3 separate regions of the Sus scrofa genome follow, and regions 2 and 3 are each linked to region 1. Evidence: chromatin contacts called from public HiChIP or PLAC-seq and promoter capture Hi-C data. All regions are on one chromosome and are shown on one strand. Each heading gives the region's core, a stretch centred on a gene start, on an enhancer-like site or on the middle of the called end of the contact. The rest is flanking DNA. Distances are from core to core; before and after follow the strand shown. Region 1 holds the start of SNRNP27 (U4/U6.U5 small nuclear ribonucleoprotein 27 kDa protein). Region 2 holds the start of ASPRV1 (retroviral-like aspartic protease 1). Region 3 has its middle 57 kb from the start of ANXA4.

Region 1 (4,721 bases), core at 1,606-4,105:
AGTTTCTCAAGTAAAGCAGTATTTCTGCCCTTTTGTATTTAATATTTTTATTAATAGACAAAAGAGTCTCTATACATTTTCTTAGAGTTCCTGTCATGGCTCAGTGGAAATGAATCTTACTAATATCCATGAGGACGCAAGTTTGATCCCTGGCCTCGCTCAGTGGGTTAAGGATCCAGCATTGCCATGAGCTGTGGTGTAAGGTGCAGATGTGGCTTGTGCTGATGAGCACAGAATACATGAATACCTGAAAAGTAAAGGCTCTCCAGAGCAGGAAATTTGCTCCCCAAAGCAGGATGAGGAAGAAGGTTCTGCCTAGAGCTTGACTGTTAACAAAATTATTTACTGGTTAACATCAATTACACTCAGTATAGCTAGGCTAAAAAAATTTTTTGCGAGGCAGAAAAAATTAACTGTTTCTAACAATTGCACACAAACACACAAAAAGTATTTTTTTCCTGATCTTAAGAATCAGATTCCTAGAGTTCCTGTCCTGGCTCAGTGGTTAACGAATCCGACTAGGAACCATGAGGTTGCGGGTTTGATCCCTGGCCTTGCTCAGTGGGTTAAGGATCCAGCGTTGCCGTGAGCTGTGGTCGCAGACGCGGCTCTCGGATCCCGAGTTGCTGTGGCTCTGGTGTAGGCCAGTGGCTACAGCTCCAATTTGACCCCTTGCCTGGGAACCTCCATATGCTTTGGGAAGTGGCCCTAGAAAAGACAAAAAAAAAAAAAAAAATCAGAATCCATTTCTAAGTTTCATCCAAGCTCTCACATTCTTTTTTTTTTTTTGGCTTTTTAGGGCTGCACCCTGTGGCATGTGGAGGTTCCCAGGCTAGGGATCCAATCAGAGCTATGGCTGCCCGCCTACACCACAACATCCGATACGAGCCACAACTGCAAACTACACCACAGCTCATTGGCAACGCCAGATCCTTAACCCACTGAGCAAGGCCAGGGATCAAACCCGAAACCTCGTGGTTCCTAGTTGGATTCCTTTCATTTCCACTGCATCACAAGAGGAACTTCAGCTCTCACAATTCTTTTTTTTTTTTTCTTTTTTTTTTGTTGTTGTTGTTGCTATTTCTTGGGCTGCTCCGCGGCATATGGAGGTTCCCAGGCTAGGGGTCGAATCGGAGCTATAGCCACCGGCCTACGCCAGAGCCACAGCAACTTGGGATCCGAGCCGTGCCTGCAACCTACACCACAGCTCACTGCAATGCCGGATCGTCAACCCACTGAGTAAGGGCAGGGACCGAACCCGCAACCTCATGGTTCCTAGTCGGATTCGTTAACCACTGCGCCACGACGGAACTCCTCTCACAATTCTTGATTACATAATTGAATAAACCATTATCACGAAAAGTTAATAAAAAATAAGATTAAAGGACAAACACATCTCTTACTCTTGCCAAGCTAAGTGCTTGCTATGTGCTTTTAGTCTATTTTTTCTCATTTACTCCTCAAGGCAACTCTACTATGTGGAATGTTATCCCCCCCCCCATTTTACAAATGGGATTGTGAGGTTTAGAATAAACCTCATAGGATGAAGTTCCCTTCATTTCAGGAAATTAAGTCCCTTTATAAGTGATACAAACAAAGTTAAGGGCAGTGAATACTTACGCAGTTGCGTGAGACTTGCGGTAAAACTTCTGATAATTTTCTGCACTTACCTGGAACGTCTTCTGTGGGGGGAACGAGAGCGGCTCCTTCTCCGATCTCGCTCGCGGGACCGGGACCTTTCTCGGCGCCTGCGTTCTCTCTCCCGGGATGTGGACCGGGATCTCCTACGCTCTAACACAAACACACAAAATTGCAGAGTCAAAAATTACTTCAAACACCTATAGCTGCGTCATCCAACGGAACTATCATGTGAGCCACTTTTAGTTGTCACATTAAAAAAGTAAAAAAGACACTGACAAAATTAATTTTAACAGTATATATTTAACACAATATAGTCAAACTATTATCATTTACATGTACTGTTACAAAGAAATATTAGATATTTTATATTTTTTCCCTGCACTAAATCAAGGAAATCTGGTGTGTATTCTACACTTAAAAACAGGAGTTCTCAATTCAGATTGAGATCATGTTAACTTTTAAGATCAAATCTGATTAGTTGAACAAGGGGACAGAGCCAAGGGCCTAAGTGAGATCTCCCGATCGAAGTCTCGGCTTCTCTACCCCTTTGTGGGGACGGGGGCCAGAAGACATTACGAAGTGAGCTCCCTGCACAAAAACTCCCAAACAACGATTTCCCTATAAACTGGAAAGGAAACACTGAGCATCGAAGAACCTGGCGGTTACCATACGCTGAGTGTTACGGAGTGTGTCATCAATTTTCACGGCAGTTTTTAAAAATAGTGTTACCCACCCACCCCACCCCCATGTCTAATTATTACTGGAATTCGGACACAGGAAGATTGGACGGTTTGCATTCGGCCACTTACAAATCAAGGGAAACATGGTCTGATTCTAAATGCCCCAGCCACACGACAATAAAGGTTACTGTACGAGGCTGACAAAGTCTCGGCCAAACCCTAACTTTGGAATAAAACTGCCTTCAAACCGGAGGGTTGAAGCGTGTAGGGCCCGGGTCTTCGTTCCCCCATCTACCTCCGCTCTTCTCCTCAGGAAGAAAGGGTCGCCTCCTCTGCTGCCCCTAAACTGGGGGGAAAGGGGGAACAGGTCTCCAGCGGAGCCCCAGATCCTAAAAAGTGCTTCTGGACTTACCCCTCCGCGGAGAGCGGCTGCGGCTGCGACCCATTCGGAGTCCTCTTCCACCTCACACCGCCCCGGAAACGACTTTGCAACTTCCGGGGGGCCCGGAACTGACCTTTCACCGCCGACTGGAAAACGACAAACGACTCGCCAGGGTTCCGGTTTCTAAAGCCTGGAGGCGGTAGTGAGCTTGTTGTGACTCTAGCGGCTACGCCGCGACGCTCCCTCTCACAGTGTAGGGATTCAGTTGAGAACAGAGTTGGCATCTCTCTCCCTCCAACCCCCCTTTTCGCGGTGGCTTCCCCATCTTCTCTGTGGGCCTTAAACTATGCTACCTGATGCTGTTACAGAAATGTCTGGGAAGGGCTGTATATAAACCACACTAACACAGACCTCATTTTCCCTCATTTTCCTTTGCAACTGTCTTGTCCACATGCATATTTCATATCAGACCAATTCTAAATATTGCACGTACAAACAGTTTAAGTCCACACGGGGAAACACTAGGGTGGATCAGGTGGCAGAGAAGCAAAGGGAAAGAAAACATGGGTGAGAGCTTTTATTGAGTTTTGTGGGAAGGAATAGCAGAGGCAGGCATGTTAGCTAAACAGGTTTACGATTACTAATTTGAATAATTTCAGCGGGCCTTGGGATGTAGGGGCTGTCCGATGCCTATACTCCCGAGTTTGGCAGGGAAGGTGGGTTGCTGAGTACAGGCTTTCCACTGGCTAGTCTGCATATGAAAGGCACGGTCAGAAGGAAATCTTTTGCTGTCTCTGGGAATTAGCTGGCCCCAGGAAGGGCAGTCTCAGCAATGCCCTAGATGACAAAACACCAGAAAAAAATTAAAAAGGTATGATTAATAAAATTATTCATACAAATATTACACACCTATGTACCAGAGTATTAATCAGTGCAAAAGACACAAGTCAGCTCTTGACTAGGGTGCAGTCAAGTGAGGGATACAAACAAGTATAGTGTCAAGATGCATTGATGGGGCTGATCAAGATATTATGTGTACATAATAGGGGTACCTGCTTTGAGGGGGAGGGTTGTCAAGAAAAGTTTCCAGGGGGAAATGATGTTCAAACAAGACCTTAAGGTTGAAATACCAATTAGTCAGGTAAAATGGGGTGACTTCTGTGGTGGGGACAGGTGTAAGATTATCCAGGCAGAGATTGCAGGTGCCAGGGCAAGAGGCAAGGGAGAGGACAGGCTGAAAGTAAAGAACTAAAGTATGGCAGCTACCTAGGGAGCAAGGAGGGAAAGGTAGAGGCTAGAAGCCTCGTGAGCTACGGTAAAGAATTACCCTGAGGCAAAAGCAATTGAGAGCCTTTTAAGGGTTTTGAGGATGAGAGGGAATCACAACTGAGTTTATTCAGAGGATACTTTGTGTAATGTGGAGTTTTCACTAGAGGGGAAAACACATAGGGAAGAAGGTACAATAATCTATATTGGAAATTACAGTGGCCTGTACTAAAATGGTACCAATTGGTAAGGTGGAAAATGGCTGAATTTGAGAAATAATTGGTAAAACTGGGAAAACTTGGTCATTTTTTGATGCAGAGGATGAAGGAATTAGGATTCAAGCATAATGTCCGGGTTTCTGGTTTGTGAAACTGGGTAGATGGCAGCATCATTTACTAAAATAAGGCATATACATTTGGAGAAAGGAGCTATGTTCAGATCTGGACGTGCCCCTTTGAATACCAAAAAGGAGATGCCAAGTAGATGTGCCTGGAAGAAAGATCTAGGCATTAGGGAACCACTGACTGAAACCATCCGCCCTTGGCCAGGAATGATAATCTTTTGCATGAGGTGTCTTACAACAGGAGGTCCCAATTAGTAACAAGGTGCTGTGGCCAAAAACTAACTAGGAGAATTCAGGAAGGGCCGTAAGGAGGAAGGAGATGCCAGCCCATAATGTGTCCAGCCAACCTCCTAGAAACCTTCATGCTGGAATCCATCTTGACTGACACGCCACCAGGAAGGGCCTTGAG
Region 2 (4,721 bases), core at 1,251-3,750, 240 kb before region 1:
AGGAATTCTAGCTCCTGATGCACCTGAAAGCATGGCTGTCCCTCCACACTAGAGCTGGACTGACTGCTCTGCTCTCTCTGATCCAGAAACCCAAAATCCCCTAAAGAAAGGATCTGATGTGCCTAATTGGGTGGCTGGGGGGTCGGGGGGGGGGAATCCGTGACCATTTCTTTGTAAAATGGGGGGACTGTGCTCCTACAAGAGAGGGATATGTAGCTTGTGTGGAGAGCCCCCAAGTGCTTCAGACAGTGGGGGAAATCCTTGAGGAGAATCCAGAGGCCCAAAGAGAATTAGACCTTGTGCTGGGCTTTAAAGGAGAGGAGGGGCTTAGAAAGGCATAGAGAAAAAGAGAAAACTAAGTGAGGCAGTAGCTCCCATTGTGGCTCAGTGGTAGCGAGCCCAACTAATATCCATGAGGATGCGGGATCAATCCCTGGCCTTGCTCCGTGGGTTAAGGATCCGGCATTTCCATGAGCTGTGGTGTAGGTCAAAGATGTGGCTCGGATCCCGAGTTGCTGTGGCTGTGGTATAGGCCAGCAGCTGCAGCTCCAATTCAACTCCTAGCCTGGGAACCTCCATATGCCACTTGCTGGGCTCTAAAAACCAAAACCAAAAACAAAACAAAAAAAAACAGGCAGATTGCCTGCTTGAAAAGCAAGAACAACTAAGGTTGCTCAACCACATTGCTTGGTCCATTCTGAAAAATCCTTCAATCTAAACACTTGAGGACATTAGTCATAGCTTTTTGACCAAACCAAGCCTATGACTGACAGGCAAATCCTGGCTAGGTCTAGCAATACTTTTTTTTTTTTTTTTAATGACCCAACAGGGGTCATAAAACACATGGCTAGGGCAAATAATTTATCCAAAGAAGCCCCCACTCAAATACTAAGGACTTCTCCCAGGACCACCCCTGGCCCACCAATAGAGCCCATCAAAATCTAGAATGGCAGATTTCACCAGCGGCTCAGTAGGTTAAAAGACCTGGCATTGTCCCTGCTGTGGCACAGGTCACTGCTGTGGTGTGAGTTTGATCCCTGGCCTGGGAACTTCAACATGCTACAGGTATAGCCAAGAAAAAGTCTGGAATGATGTTCAGAGTTGCATTGACCTTTTCTAAACAGACTTTGCCAGGTCACACATGGCCCTAGCCGAGTACTGTACCCACTCCTAGACACCTTTGGGACACCATCAGCCTTGACCTCATTTCAGACTCTACCCATGCTATCAGAGTAGAGTGGTCCTAGTGCTCTTCAAACTCTGTACCCACCCATATACACACTCATCTGTATCATCCCCTGCATATCTCCTCCATTAATTGTTGGAATCTTACACTTCTGGGGACTGCCCAGCTACTGCCTTTCCATGCTGCAGCCACTTTGTATTCTAGTGTGAGCAGCACAAAACCCTTCATGTCTACGCAACTTTCTGTTGCACAGACTGATCATCCTCAGACTGAGTGTATTAATGGGTCTGAGAGAGAATCCATCTTAACTCCTCCAGGCAACATGGCTGGGCCCCTAACGTAATGGGCATCATGAGGACAACTTATTACTCCTATACCTAGAACACTTCGATTCACACCTGCCTCTACCAGAACTATCATCTCAACAGCTTGCTACTACTATTTGGAAGAATGACAGGCCACCCAAAAGTCCAGAAAATCTGACTCCCAAGAACTACCCACCTAAGTGAAGGTTTATAAGCCTGCCACCTGGCTTTCTCAAGGTACCAGATGCTATCAGCCCTGTGACTTTCTGGGCCAAGCCATTTCCAGTCACAAAAATTCACTCCATCTTTCACTGATTCCTGTTACATCTGGTCTGCTAATAACCTGCCCTTCCCTCCAACCCACATGTGCACACACTTGCATCCACACCAGCCCTGAGGCCTGGCCATATATAGTACAACCTGTGTATGTCATCCCAGGGGCACTCTTGTCACTGCCTGATCTGCCCTCTATTACAAGAACCCAGAGAAACCCTACTCCATCTGCTGAAGATGGGGGAATGGGCAGGGGCTGCCTTCCTCCAGTTCTTTGAATTAGGGACTGTCTCAAGCATAATACACACAAAAGTCACCTACAAAGAACAGCACTTGTGTCTACTTTTTTGGTGACTTATCCCAAGTTGGACTTGCTTAACCCCCTTAACCTAGTTCTTTCTTTTGTTAGTCTCTCAGATTGATTTCCTACTTTTCTTCCTTTGCATCTTGTGATATTTTTTGGTACTCCTTATATGATCCTCTTTTAAAACCTCCTTAAGTACCCTGCTCCCTGTCTGCCTGCCCTTCCACCATCCAGCTCTGCAAACTCCCTTCGTATCTTTCTACCATCCCACCTGCTTCACCAAGGGATTGGGATGGCGTTTATAAGATGGAAGAAATGCTGCTGGACTGCAGACTGCACTTTGGGTTGCAGGACCTAATACCTGTGCTGGTGCTGACCGCTACCTTTCGCGACTATTAACGGGAGAGGGCAGTGCTGCAGGCGGTGACCTCCGCAGTTAGGGGCCCTTAAGAGTAGCTATGCATTTCAAGGGAGTGTAATAGCGTGAGCTGCTTAAGGTGCGCTCCTGCCAAGTTGACCCAACACGTTCCTACGAACTAGTTCTAATCCCACGATACAGAAGTACAAAAAGTGTCTTCATCCATGTATGTTCCCTGAGGTTTTTCGCCATTCTCCCCAGCCCACCGTCCTACGGTTCAGATTTTAACCCCTGGGTTCAACGCCCCAACCCGTCAACACACTCTGCTACCCACTTACCAGAGTGGATAGCAGCAGAGCCATCTCAGACAAGCTATTTAACCCTCTGAGCCACAGTTTCCTCAGCTGGATATTATGCAGGGTAAATAAGATACTGTCTGAAACGCTTGTTATATACTAGCTATTATCCTTTCACCTATTGTTCTGCACTTCTCTCTTCTACCGTGTTTTTCTAACTTAGCTTTGGTGCTTTTTGTACCTCCCTAAGAACTTTGGGCTTAAAACCACAGCAAATCTCAATTTTGATTTAAGTAAAAAAAAAAAAAGGCTGGAAGTAAATATGAAGAGTATTGCTATTCCTTTTCTTCATATATTTTCTTCCCCCCCCACTTTGTTTTTCCTTTAAAGACCAATTTAACCCATTCGATACAAGGAAAGGTTACAATCTTAAAACAAGGAGCGAAATAATCAAGTTTCCACCCTGTGCTTAAAAGGAGACGATAAAGATGCGCAGGCGCGCAGAGCGAGGGCCGGTCACGCGGCGGTCGCCCCCTCGGCTCCAAGAGCTGACGTCAGTCACGTTCTCCTCTCGCCCGCGTCGACGCTTCCGGCCGGTTTGGGCTTTTCTTCCACCAGGCGGCGCTGCAGGACGTTGTGTGGCTGACGCCTCCTGCGCAGGCGCATTGAATTCCCGGACACGTCACCACCTTCGCGTCTTTTCTGGAGAGCGCGGGAAGGCGAGAACAGGAGGGCGGTGACGTCACCGGGGTTCCCCGCGTGGCACGCGGGGGCGGGGGGGTTGGGGACGTGGCGCGCGGCGTGGGGGTGGCGCCGAGCGCAGGCTCCGCTGGGGCTGACGGGGCCGCGCCTACTGCCGACTCTCCGGCGCTGCCTCGTGACCCGCTGTGGGGCCCGGGCGGGCCAGGGCGGCGGGCCGAGCTGCGGGAAAGGTGCTGACGGGGCGGGCTCGGAGAGGAGGGGTTCCGGCGGCCCAGCGCGAGACTCCTGAGGTCGTTAGCCGGCTAGGTCGCCCAGGCGTAACCTAGCCGCCTTCAGACCCGCTGGGAGGCCGGGCACCGACTTCCTGGTTCGGGCCGACGGAGCTTGGACTCCGACCCGCGGGTCCGCGGGAGCAGCGGGCACGTGGGGCCCAGGCCGCACCCGGAGCTTCAGAAAGCGCGGCTTGGCGGGGAGGGAGCAGCTGCGTCCGGGCTCCTCCCCGCCTGCCTGGTATTGGCCGTGTTTCGCCCTAGCGGTGCGGCGGGATGGGGAGTGAGGGGGAGCGTGGGCTCCTGCTGGCCTCTTACTGTTTGCCCTGAGAGAGTCATTCAGTACTTCTGTCGGTTTTCTCCTTTGCAAAATATCCTCCACTCTGCAGACTTAACTAGTCTGTGTCTAGCACGTGGCAGATGGTTAGTCAAAATATAAAAAATTATTTTTTCCCACTCAGCTCCACTGGGTCCTTAGAGTCACTTGGCAGGGGCATTAATCCCTGGGTAGTCCGTAGAACAAAAGGCTTTGTACGGTTCTGTGTCCTGGTACTTAGTGGACTGAAGCTTCCCTTTTCTTAGCATGAGTTCCAAGTCCTGCCTGTGGCTTTGGAAGAAAAGGTGGCAAATGACTCATCGATGACCTGACGAGTTGAACCTGGGGCCTGATCAGAATTTGGGGGAGGGTGGTGATGGGAATTTTCTCTGGGCCCCAGCACCTGTGATACTACTTAACTGAGAGGCTGTGGGATTTCCGGCTGGGAGCCCTGTCTAGGGCACACACTGCTTTGAGGCACCCTTCAGTCTCTCCTCTAGCTGCCCCTTCCCAGAGTTTTTCATCTCATGCTGCATTGCTATAGCCAAGATACCTTTCCTGGGATGGCTTGAGACCTGGGGACAAGCTAGCCTCCTGTAGCTTATAGGAAGCTGATCTCAGAGTAACAGAATACAAGATTTTTTTCTTTTCTTTTCCTTTTAGGACCATGCCTGTAGCATATGGAAGTCCCCAGGTTAGGGCTCAAATCAGA
Region 3 (4,721 bases), core at 890-3,389, 150 kb after region 1:
CAAACAAATCAGTGATTTCACTGAAGAGTTTTGAAAATTTTCTCAGCTGCAGCCTAACAACTGCATAGTAAAAAAAAGTTATGAGAACAAATTGTGAAGCAATGACTAAACATATTTCAGAGAGTTTCGTATTTCATGTATTTACATATCTGAAAGAAAATACCATTACTAAAATGCTGAGTGAAACGAACAGGTTCTCTTTGTGGTGACATAGGTGAACCTAAAGATGATCATACTAAGTGAAGTTAAGTCAGACAGAAAAAGACAAATATCACATGATATCACTTACATGTGGAATCTATAAAACCCCAAAAAACAAAGGTGTTCTCTCATGGCACAGCGGAAATGAATCTGACTGATTTCGGTGAAGGTGGTTTGATCCCTGGCCTCGCTCAGTGGGTTAAGGATCTGGAGTTGCCGTGAGCTGTAGTGCAGGTGGCAGCTGTGGCTGTGGTGTAGGCCAGCGGCTATAGGTCTGATTTGACCCCTAGCCTGAGAACTTTACACAAAAATACAAATGAACTTATTTACAAAACAGAAATAGATTCACAGACAGAGAAAACAAATTTGTGGGAAAGGTGGCAGAGAGATAAATTAGGAGTTTGGGATTAACAGATACACATTACTATATAGAAAATAGATAGTGAGGACAATTGTATAGCTCAGGAAACTATATTCAATATCTTGAAAAAACCTATAATGAGAAAAGAATCTGAAAAGGAATAAATATACATATATAAATCATTTTGCTGTATACCCGAAACTAACATAATATTGTAAATCAATTATACTTAAAAAAAAAAAAAATCAGTTTTTTTTTTTTTTTTTTTTTTTTTGTCTTTTTCTAGGGCCGCACCCACGGCATATGGAGGTTCCCAGGCTAGGGGTCGAATCAGAGCTGTAGCCACTAGCCTATGCCACAGCCACAGCAATGCGGGTTCTGAGCTGCGTCTGCAAACCTACACCACAGCTCATGGCAACGCCGGATCCTTAACCCACTGAGCAAGGCCAGGGATCCAACCTGCAACCTCTTGGTTCCTAGTCGGATTCATTAACCACTGAGCCATGACGGGAACTCCAAGAATCGGTTCTTAAATGCCACTTCTTTCTTAAAAATAAATGGCTGCATGATTTTACCAGGAAAATACAAAAGATAAGGCTGTGAGTAATTAAGAGTTGCATTTAGCATCTTTTAGTGCACATTATCCTCAAGGTCACGTACTCCCCACTCAACGTACTGTTTGTTCTCTGCTTGGCTTTAAGTCTTCTTCTAGTCATGAGTATTGACTTTTTTTTGGCACCAAGCCACAGCAGCAACCCAAGCCAAGCAGGGAACTCCCCAGATTGACTTTGAAGGCAGATTGAAGACCTTATCATCATAATGGAAATATTCAAAACCCTAATTAGGTGGTAGTTACACTGGTGTATACATTTGTTAAAACACACCGAAGATTACAGTTAAAAATTGTACCTTTAAGTATAATGTAAATTATGCCCCAGTTAAAAGAGAAGAATGCTAAAATGATTATTTGCTATTGATGGAGTCAGAATTTATGAAACCAACAGCCCATGATGTTATCAATAAGGCCTTGTAGTATTCCTCAGAAATACTAGTTTTCAAGGAACTGAATTCCCTGTGTCTTGACCTGTGACTCCTGAATTAAAACATCTGCAGGAGTTCCCGTTGTGGCTCAGTAACAACCTATTAGTATCTGTGCGGACATGTGTTCCATCCCTGGCCTTGCTCAGTGGGTTAAGGATCTGGCATTGCCGTGAGCTGTGGTATAGGTTGCAGATGCGGCTCGGATCCCGAGTTGCTGTGGCTGTGGTGTAGGCTGGCAGCCTTAGCTCCTATTGGACCCCACAGAAGCAAGGGGGAAATAAGCTTATCTTTGCCTGGGAACATCCATATGCCACTGGTGCAGCCCTAAAGAAAAAAAAAAAAAAAAAAAAAAAGGAAAAAAAACCCAAAACATCTGCAGATGGAAACATTCAGATGAACAAGAAAATTGAAAAGGCTCTATAAGAGCTTGGTGAGGACTGTGAAACTGATTTCCATTTCATAAAATTACCTGAGTAGTCTCTTTCTAGTACCTGGGAGAGGTTGCCATCTAGTGGCAGGAAAAGCAACATCAGGGCCACAGAAGCAAGGGGGAAATAAGCTTATCTTTGCCTTTTTACAGAACTCAGAAGGTTTCCTGTAAGAGGATAATTCTCCGTCTGTGGTTTGCCAGTGTGTTACTCACCCACCAAAGGGCTTGAAAAGATCCTCTAAAAGGATGTTTTGAAGCTGAAGAGAATTGAAGGAGCTCTTTTGAAGGGATGGCCAGGAAGACTCTCAGGAATGACTCTTCCCCCAGCACAGTGATGACAGCCAAGGACAAAGGACTGCAATTAACCTCTCTTCACTGATGCATTTGTGCCAAATTAGAAAAAAAAAAGAAGAAAGGCTTTTGTGTCTGGGTGGACAAAGCCCTGGGGTGCCCAGCTTTGTAAGTGGCATATAGCCCTCCTCACCACCTCTGCCAGGACAACCCGCACAGCCAAGACTGCAGCCCTAATGTGGCAATAGAACCTTCTCCTGGCACCTCAGATGCGCACAGAAAACACCAAAACCCAAAAGTTGGGGCAGAAGGTGGGCACATTTCACCTTCATATGTTTCCTTAAGGTACTTGGGTAGCTACTGTTACATGTGAATTTCAGTTTTCTCCTCAACAGGCATTATCAATGCTAGCTTTCTATTCCGGCCTCAGCGTTTCCAGGTGAAATGGAAAACATGCTGGGAGCCTCTAAGGTAGTGTCTTTGCTTTTGTCATGAGAGACTGGACTATGGAATTGGACAATCCGAAAGTTATAGGTAAAGGCCTAGGAAATGTTATACTTTAAAATTCCTGGATACAGACAAAAGACTCATTGACGAATAAGACAGTGGGGATGTTTATTCCTATAGCAAACATTCCATAAGCACCCTGGTCTGAGATGCTGGGTTAGGGAAGAGTTGCCATGGTGTCTAGAACAAGCGCCCCTCTGCCTGGCAGACAGACAGACACAGATAAACAGATATACGCATGAATGCACACTCTCTAGAAAATTCCTTCTGCCAAGTTCACGATTCCACAATAATCTCTGTGAAGACCTTGACTTCCCTCTGCATTTAGGAGTTTCTTCATAATATTTCACAAGTGCAACTTTTATCACATTTTGTTTTAACGGCTTCTTTTTATTTGTTTATATTTATTTGTTTTATTAGCTTTCCTCTTCCACCAATGAACTTTGGCTCCTTGACTTCCTATTTGTCCTTTGTTTTCTACTTCATTAATTTCTGCTTTTATTCTTATTATTTTTATTATATTTTAGGTTTGCTCTGTTCTTCTTCTGTTGGCTCCAGCTGGACTCTAATCCATTTATTTACTTATTCGTTTTTAGTATGGTAACAATACATAATGAAAAATGTGCCAAACTAACCTCTTTTTTTGGTCTTTTTAGGGCTGCACCCACGGCATATGGAGGCTCCAAGGCCAGGGGTCCAATCAGAGCTGTAGCCGCTGGCTTATGCTACAGCCACAGCAATGCCAGATCTAAGCCGGGTCTGTGACCTACACCACAGCTCATGGCAACACCAGATCCTTAACCCACTGAGCGAGGCCAGGGATCAAACCTGCTTCCTCATAGATGCTAGTCAGATTCGTTTCTGCTGAGCCACAACGGGATCTCCGAAACTAACCATTTTAAAAGGTTTAGTGACAGTACAGTACAGTTTTGTGACTTTAATTAAATACAAGGTCATGCAACCATTACCATGCTTTCCTAAAAACTTTCACCACCCCACACAGAAACTCTGTACTCATTAAGCAGCAACTCCTGGTCTCATCCTCATCTCCAGCCCCTGGTCACCTCTAACCTACTTTCTGTCTCTATTAATTTGCCTATTTTATCTTTTGTCTTTTTTTTTGGGAGGGGGGCTTCACTCACGACATATGGGAGGTTCCCAGGCTAGGGGTCTAATCAGAGCTGTTGCTGCTGGCCTACGCCAGAGCCACAGCAATGCCAGATCCTAGCCTCGTCTGCAACCTACACCATAGCTCATGGCAACGCCAGACCCTTAACCCACTGAGCGAAGCTGGGGATCGAACCCGCAACCTCATGGTTCCTAGTCGGATTCGTTTCTGCTTCACCATGACGGGAGCTCCAATTTGCTTATTTTAGATGTTTCATATAAGTAAAATCATCCAATAGTTGTCCTTTGTGTCTGACTGATTTCACTTGGCATAAAGTTTTCAAGGTTTATCTGTGTATCAGAACTTCATTCCTCTTCATGCAGAATAGTATTTCATTGTACGTACCTACTGCATTTTGATTACCTGTTCATCTGTTGATGGACGCTTAGATTGTCTCCAGCTTTTGGCTATTGTGAGTAATGTTTCTATGAACACTGGCATCCAAGTATGTGTTCAAATCTCTGTATTTAATTATTTCGGGTATAAATAATATCAATAATACTTTATAGCACTAGTACTTATAGTAGATTATAGGCCCCTAGGGATTGTCTTGTTCAATTTTATATCCCCAAGCCAAACACAGCAGGAACAGGTATGAGTGGGGGTAAATAAATGAATAATGGTAGTTCTTTACATCTACAAGTCACTGTGCAGTTTATAAAACAGCTATCATATATATATATACATTTTTTTTTTGTCTTTTTTGTTGTTGTTGTTGTTGT

What was found. Promoter capture Hi-C pulls out the DNA fragments that hold promoters and counts their contacts. HiChIP or PLAC-seq counts read pairs in DNA pulled down with a chosen protein or histone mark.
Region 2: a contact with region 1 is called in a promoter capture Hi-C map of fetal liver, with 3 times the contacts expected there. The contact joins the promoter of ASPRV1 here to the promoter of SNRNP27 in region 1. A contact is called at or near these places in 2 of 5 promoter capture datasets (fetal liver and fetal skeletal muscle), 3 of 47 Hi-C or Micro-C datasets (blood, fetal skeletal muscle and liver) and 1 of 2 datasets of contacts at active chromatin or transcription factors (alveolar macrophages).
Region 3: a contact with region 1 is called in an H3K27ac HiChIP or PLAC-seq map of alveolar macrophages. The contact joins the enhancer-like site here to the promoter of SNRNP27 in region 1. A contact is called at or near these places in 2 of 5 promoter capture datasets (fetal liver and liver), 11 of 47 Hi-C or Micro-C datasets (alveolar macrophages, embryonic fibroblasts, epiblast stem cells and 7 more) and 2 of 2 datasets of contacts at active chromatin or transcription factors (alveolar macrophages and skeletal muscle).

What each region holds. Positions count from the first base shown.
Region 1 is chr3:72,563,168-72,567,888 of Sscrofa11.1, forward strand. SNRNP27 (U4/U6.U5 small nuclear ribonucleoprotein 27 kDa protein) reads right to left here and starts at 2,856. Exons shown (of 6, transcript XM_003481192.4): 1 at 2,734-2,856; 2 at 1,671-1,791. The coding sequence starts at 2,767.
Region 2 is chr3:72,321,458-72,326,178 of Sscrofa11.1, forward strand. ASPRV1 (retroviral-like aspartic protease 1) reads left to right here and starts at 2,501. Exons shown (of 13, transcript XR_002342602.1): 1 at 2,501-3,654.
Region 3 is chr3:72,709,577-72,714,297 of Sscrofa11.1, forward strand. No RefSeq gene overlaps it. Among named protein-coding and RNA genes, the nearest start is that of ANXA4, 57 kb to the left of the region's middle. Within about 2 kb of position 2,140, at least 4 of the 83 cell types and tissues checked have an H3K27ac peak or open chromatin away from gene starts, as enhancers often do. A contact at or near this core is called in alveolar macrophages, where this site is marked.